Linked DNA regions of Mus musculus: region 1 is linked to region 2. Evidence: chromatin contacts called from public Micro-C data. All regions are on one chromosome and are shown on one strand. Each heading gives the region's core, a stretch centred on a gene start, on an enhancer-like site or on the middle of the called end of the contact. The rest is flanking DNA. Distances are from core to core; before and after follow the strand shown. Region 1 holds the start of Dock1 (dedicator of cytokinesis 1). Region 2 has its middle 120 kb from the start of Dock1.

Evidence for each region. A called contact is a pair of places that touch in the nucleus more often than the background predicts.
Region 1: a contact with region 2 is called in a Micro-C map of stem cell-derived neural progenitor cells, with 2.1 times the contacts expected there. The contact joins the promoter of Dock1 here to the enhancer-like site in region 2. A contact is called at or near these places in 1 of 39 promoter capture datasets (the 3T3-L1 cell line), 1 of 484 Hi-C or Micro-C datasets (stem cell-derived neural progenitor cells), 2 of 115 datasets of contacts at active chromatin or transcription factors (bone marrow-derived macrophages and microglia) and 1 of 9 other capture datasets (pancreatic islet).

Annotation. Positions count from the first base shown.
Region 1 is chr7:134,669,193-134,671,940 of GRCm38.p6, reverse strand. It overlaps Dock1 (dedicator of cytokinesis 1), which reads right to left and starts at 1,254. Exons shown (of 52, transcript NM_001033420.2): 1 at 1,097-1,254. The coding sequence starts at 1,142.
Region 2 is chr7:134,549,275-134,552,248 of GRCm38.p6, reverse strand. No RefSeq gene overlaps it. Among named protein-coding and RNA genes, the nearest start is that of Dock1, 120 kb to the left of the region's middle. Within about 2 kb of position 1,623, at least 59 of the 459 cell types and tissues checked have an H3K27ac peak or open chromatin away from gene starts, as enhancers often do. A contact at or near this core is called in stem cell-derived neural progenitor cells, where this site is marked.

The DNA of each region.
Region 1 (2,748 bases), core at 5-2,504, 120 kb before region 2:
AGGTCGGCCAAGCACAGGTGGAGCTCAGCTCCAGTGTTCACAACGCAGGGAAAAATCCTCCAAACCTGGGTGTGGGCCTAGAGTGGAGGTAGGGGCCCTAGGCTTCTCCAGCCCTGCCCCCATGGCCACCATCTCCTACTTGTTACAGAAATAAGTAACTGGAGTTCAAAGGAAGGACACGGCCTTGTAGACTGGAGTCTCCGGGAAGCTTTCAAAGACAGCGGGCTGGGACATGAACTAGGCCTGCAAGACGGTGCTGAAGGCATGCCTAGAACAGACAGCTGCTGAGAAAGTGCCCCAAGGCAGCCCTTAGGGTGGAAGGCAGCAAGCTCCCCTAAATGCTTGCTTGCAAATCCCCAAGAAATGCCTGCTTGCAAGTCAGAGTCTCTGCTCAGGTGAGGCTGGGCGTCAGAGGATCCTTAGGGAAAAGAGAGCAGGAGCCTGGAAACGGAATGGTCAAATCTGGAATGCCAGCGAGCCCTGAGGCCTAGACAGACCTGACTTTTGATGTGGGCTAGCTGGGGGGCGAGACAAGGTCTGCAGGGCTCTGGGACTGTCTGGCCATTGAGGAAAGCGGGACTCCTTGGATCAAAAGTAAGCTTGCAACCCTACTCCTTCTACCCCCTAGGGAAGCGACAAAGGCAAAACCAGGTCCCCGCCCTCGAGGTCCGTTTCCAGAGCCCCGGGGACACAGGAGCGCCTGAGTGTCCCCTACCATCCAGGGCGGGAAAGGCGGCACCGACCCAACCCGGGAGGCGCAGCCACTCCTCACGCGAGAAAAGGAGGCTTCACAGATCCGAGCGCTGCACAATGAAAAGTGTCCACCCGGAGTCCCGGATGCCAAACAGAAGTTTCCCGAAGAAGCCAAAACGCACACAAACAATGACCCCGGGAGCCCCGCGCACGCAGGAGCACACGGGACTACGACAGAGCGAATGCGCGGGAATGAGGAGCACGGTGGACCCCGGAGGGTCCCCGGGTTCCCCACGCGGGCTCCAGCCCCGGGCGGGCCGGGCTCCGCACCGCGCGGCAACAGGCTGGGCGCCGCGGCGGGGAAGTTGCGCGCGGGGCGGGCGCGGGGCGGCGCGCTGCTCACCCACGCCGTACTTCTCCTCTCGCTTGGTGGGGACCCAGCGCGTCATGGTGGCGCTGGCCGCAGCCCACTGGAGCCGCCGCTGCTGCCGCCGCTGCTCGGGCAGGAAACTCTGCGCCTAGGCCGCCATCTTCCATTCCTTCCCCGCCGCGACAGGATGGGGAGGAAAAAGTTTGCGGCGGAGGCGGTGTCATGTGGGACGGGGCGGGCGGAGCGTCGCGGGCCGGATGGGAAAGGCCGGGAGCGCCGGCGAGAGGCGGGACGGCGGCCGGCTGTAGCCCGCCCAGGCGCGCGTGCCCTGGGGCTCGGCCCGCCGGGTCCCTCGAGGGACCCAGGCTGCTTCCCGGAGCCCATGGACGCCCTGCATGCTGCAGGAACCGTGCAACTCACATCCTCTACTTTCCACTAAACACCGTGCACCTCGCACCTACTAATCTGCACTGTATGGTCCTCACCCTGCACTGTCTACTCTGCACCGCATCCAGCACTCTTTACCCACACTCTACTTTGAACACCGAGCACCCAGCATCCCAAACACTCTGCACTCTGTACCATACAGGGTACACACATACACACACACACACACACACAACACACACACACCACGCACACCATCCTGAACACTGTACCCTGCACCTCACAAAGTGCTATCTTTTCACACACAAGCGTGCACGCGCGAACACACACACCACAAATCCTTATAGCCCTCTAGGCCTGGATCTAACACAAATAGTCAGACACCACACATGTACTCACTGGTGTGAAGTGCGGAAACCCCAGTTCTGACCTGGTGGAGAGCGTTGGAGCAGAGCTAGGAGTTCATCGTAGTTCATTCATTCATTCAAAGTGGGCACCCATTTTGCCAGGGTCTGAGCGCATTGAGCGTGCCTAGTAGCTGATGGGAGTGGTGATGTACAGTCAGCACTGGTAAGAGAAGCCTAGGAAAAGACTTTGCAGCCCCTGGGTGTTTCTAACAGCCCAGATCTCTTTGGGTGTTGAGGGTCTGGAGCAGCACAATGAGGCTCCTAGTTTGCAGCAACTTTGAGGCGTTCAGTAGGAACTGGGCCTGCTGAAGTGGGGAAAGAGAGGAAGTGGGAAGAGAAAGGAAGCCAGTTCCAGCTTAGAACAAGCAGCTCCTAGCAACTCTAATCTGAAGGAGGCTGGTCTCAGACTCACCCAGTGCCAGCCACCCACAAGTGCAATACTTCCGATTTCTTCAAGGCCTGCCCATAGACACACCCTGAGCGTTCATTAGAATCCAAGAAAAGGTTAAAACTAAGGGGAGGGGTGCAAGGGGACCTCGGGTCCACAGCAAGCTATTAGAAGGGGCAAATGAGATTGCATATTCTACTGTGTGCCCTCTCTTGCATCCTAGAAACAATGACAAAGACACCAGCCTGGGAATCTTCAAGGACTAAAGGAATGAAAGTTTAAAAGAATGAAGGCTACATTGTGTAAGATTGCATGTCAGAGCCAGAGAGGGGCCAACTCAACTAGAATTGGAAAGGTCAGGTGCCTACCTGCTGTAGACAGGGCCACCCCAGCCTGGAGCAGTTATATCAACCCGTCCAGAATGCAGCTTAAATAGCCAGGAGCTCCTGGATGGGGAAGGTGAGAGAGAACCTCCCCAGTTCAAGATAATATACAACTAAGAT
Region 2 (2,974 bases), core at 374-2,873:
CTGTCACCATGTTATTCTTCCTGGCGCACAGCTGGGATTACATCATTGCCCTGCTTCACTTTAAAGGCATCCAGCTGGCTCACTTTCAGCTACACAATGTCGAATGTCTTAGCTGTCATTCACAGAGTCACCATCTGTCATTCTGTGGGTTGTGCATGGGACGTGTTTTCGACCCGGTCCAGTCATGTTTTAGAATCATGGATTCCCTACCACAGACCCCAGCCCACACCCCACGGTCCTTTGCCTGGGGTTATTTCAGTTCTGAAGTAGCCCCTCAGCTGTGTGTTCTCTGGTCTCCATCCTTATTTCTCTACTGCACATGCGTAGGTGCAAGGTCTTCTAATGCCACATCCTCTTTGTATAGTTTGGAACTTCTTTGAGCACTCCATGGCTCTAGTCCCATTCTGAACATCCTTGGGCCCAAGCTGTAGGTTTGGCTTTATTCTTTATTTTAGTCCCCATGAGGTCTTCTACACAAGACGGACATCATGGATTCTTTTCAATAGTGCAGCTTTCACCTCTCCGCCTGGAACTGGGTTTAATGCTCTCATGTATTCTGTAATTAACTATAAACTGAGGTCTGAAGGAGATGCTTTCAAAAATTCCTATGTTGTTTTAAGTGAAGGAGATGCCGGCCCCAGGTCAAGTACTGGGTGAGAGGGGGAGAGCTGGCATGAAGCATGGGTGGACAGTTCCTCTCCTGAGGCTGGCATGCATAGGGATTCCTTAGCAACTGGTGACTCTGCTTGGCTTGGGCTATGCACACTCTCCTTTGCACACAGTTCACCTTGAAACTTAGTCCATCAATCTGCATCCATCTGAACATGTATCCTGTTCCAAACAATGCAGCTGTCACTGACAACTCTTCTGAGTCATTCATTTATTCATTCACTCATTCATTCATTCAGGAAGGAAGGAAAGTTGAGTTGTACTAAGGACATTTGACTAGGGAAAAAGAGGTGCTTCATGAAAGCTGTAACTCGCTTTCAAAACACCACAAAGCATGTGTCTTCTAACAGGAGGGCCAACTCCCTGCCATGCTTATCTGGCATGGCAGACTGAGTCCGGATGAAGGCTCTCAAAAAGGATGGGACACGGCCACTAGAGAGCTGCTTCTAGAATGCTCGTAGCTCATCTCGCCACCTGTATCTTTGCACACTTGCATACATCACTGCTCCAACCCACACAGTCCATAGAACAGGAAGCTATTCAGAAGTAATTTCTTTGCCTCTTGATAGAGCATCTTCATTCTGAAAGAATCAATAGCCTGAAAATGAATTTTAAAAGGACTTCTTTGCAAGTCAGTGTTATTTGGGAGAAGTGGGAGGAATCTCGTATCTAACCCAGAGATAAATACATACAGTCTGAGCCTCTCATGGTATTTCACCCTCCCAGACGACAAGTTATCAAACACTTAAATATTTAAAGCCTCAAATTAACTTCAAGATAACAGTAAAATGCACCAATGTCCTTTACCCTGATAAGAAGTGCAATGAATGGCTTTAAATTAATGCCAGTGCACATGCTCAGAATCCATTAAGGAAACACAGTCATTTGTATGCCTGGCTAAGCCTGGGCCAGCTCATTCTGCAGCCGAGGAGGGCTGGAGCTGTTAAACAATGCCGAAGAGGAAGCAGCAGTGTGGCTTCTAAACAGCAACAGGAGCAGGCGGGCCACAGCCTGGGTCTGCCCAGTGCAGCTGCGCTGGAACCAGCTGCCTTTTCCAAACCCCCCTATGGTGACTAATCCTTAACACTGGCACTCGGTTCTGTGCTTCGCCAGTGTGGCCACGCACTAGGTCTGATCTTGTTCTCATCCCAGCTGCTGGGACATAGGCAGGGGTTGGTTGACCAGTTGTCCAATTACAAGTCAGGAAACTGAGGCATACAAAGGTTAATCAGCTTACCCATGCTTCTGAGCTAATTTTTCAGCCTGTCCTGTCAGCCCCTGTGGATTTCAGGAGATCAACTTGACATGGCCTTTTAAGAGTAAAATATGTGTGACTTTGACTACTCAATTGTAGTTCTTAGTATCTGCTTCATATACACTGGTATGGGGAGTTCTTCCAGGAAGTACAAGGAAGGCAAACATGTCAAGCTACAACCTAATAGATACAGTATTTATAGTATTTATGTAATAACACACAAACACATATTTCTATGTGCAAAGATAGGTTCTGGTCAGCAGCTCAGCAAGAAGATAGAGTGGCAACAGCTTCTTGGAAGAGAAATGAGTTTATTGGTTAGCATAGCTGTATGGTGAGCATTCTTGTTTCTTGGCTGGATTGAAAGCTGCAGCATCAGATACAAAAGGCTCAGAGCAGCTGTGTTTTCTCCGCTTTCCCCTTTATGTTATAAAAGTGACCTTGAATGAAGTCCATACCTGGGTTTGGGCATCTCCAGAGCATTTTAAGAAACAGATGAAATCACTCGAAGCAGGACCCCAGACAGCACTGAAGGCATCCTGAATTTCTACTCGAGCACTGTCAGGGAGAAACATTCCACACTGGCTTCATCACCTACCACATGTGCAGGACATATTTCTGCACGCGCGTGTGCACACACACACACACACACACACACACACACACACACACACACACACTCCATGCCCCAAGCTTGTGGATTAAAAGTGGCCAGGTGATGTCATTGTTAATTGTCCAGAAGGCTTGTCAAAGTGTATAAAAGACATCATGGAGAGTTTGATATGGTGCCAAGAACCTAGTTTCCCCTCTCCCTTTCTTGAGCTCCTGGGAAGGCTCTAGCTGCACTAACCACTGGGGAATGGTCTTTGACTCTGCTTAAGAAATGAGTACAGATGTGTCCCAGATGTGAGCTGCCTCATGGGGTACAGGACATCTGAAAGCTTTATGAACTCAGCGTACCACATTCTCTCAGCTTCTCAGCCTGTCTAGAACACAGGCTACTTTTGCACAGTTCCCTGGAAAAATAGTTGGACTCCGTCAGACTGCAGA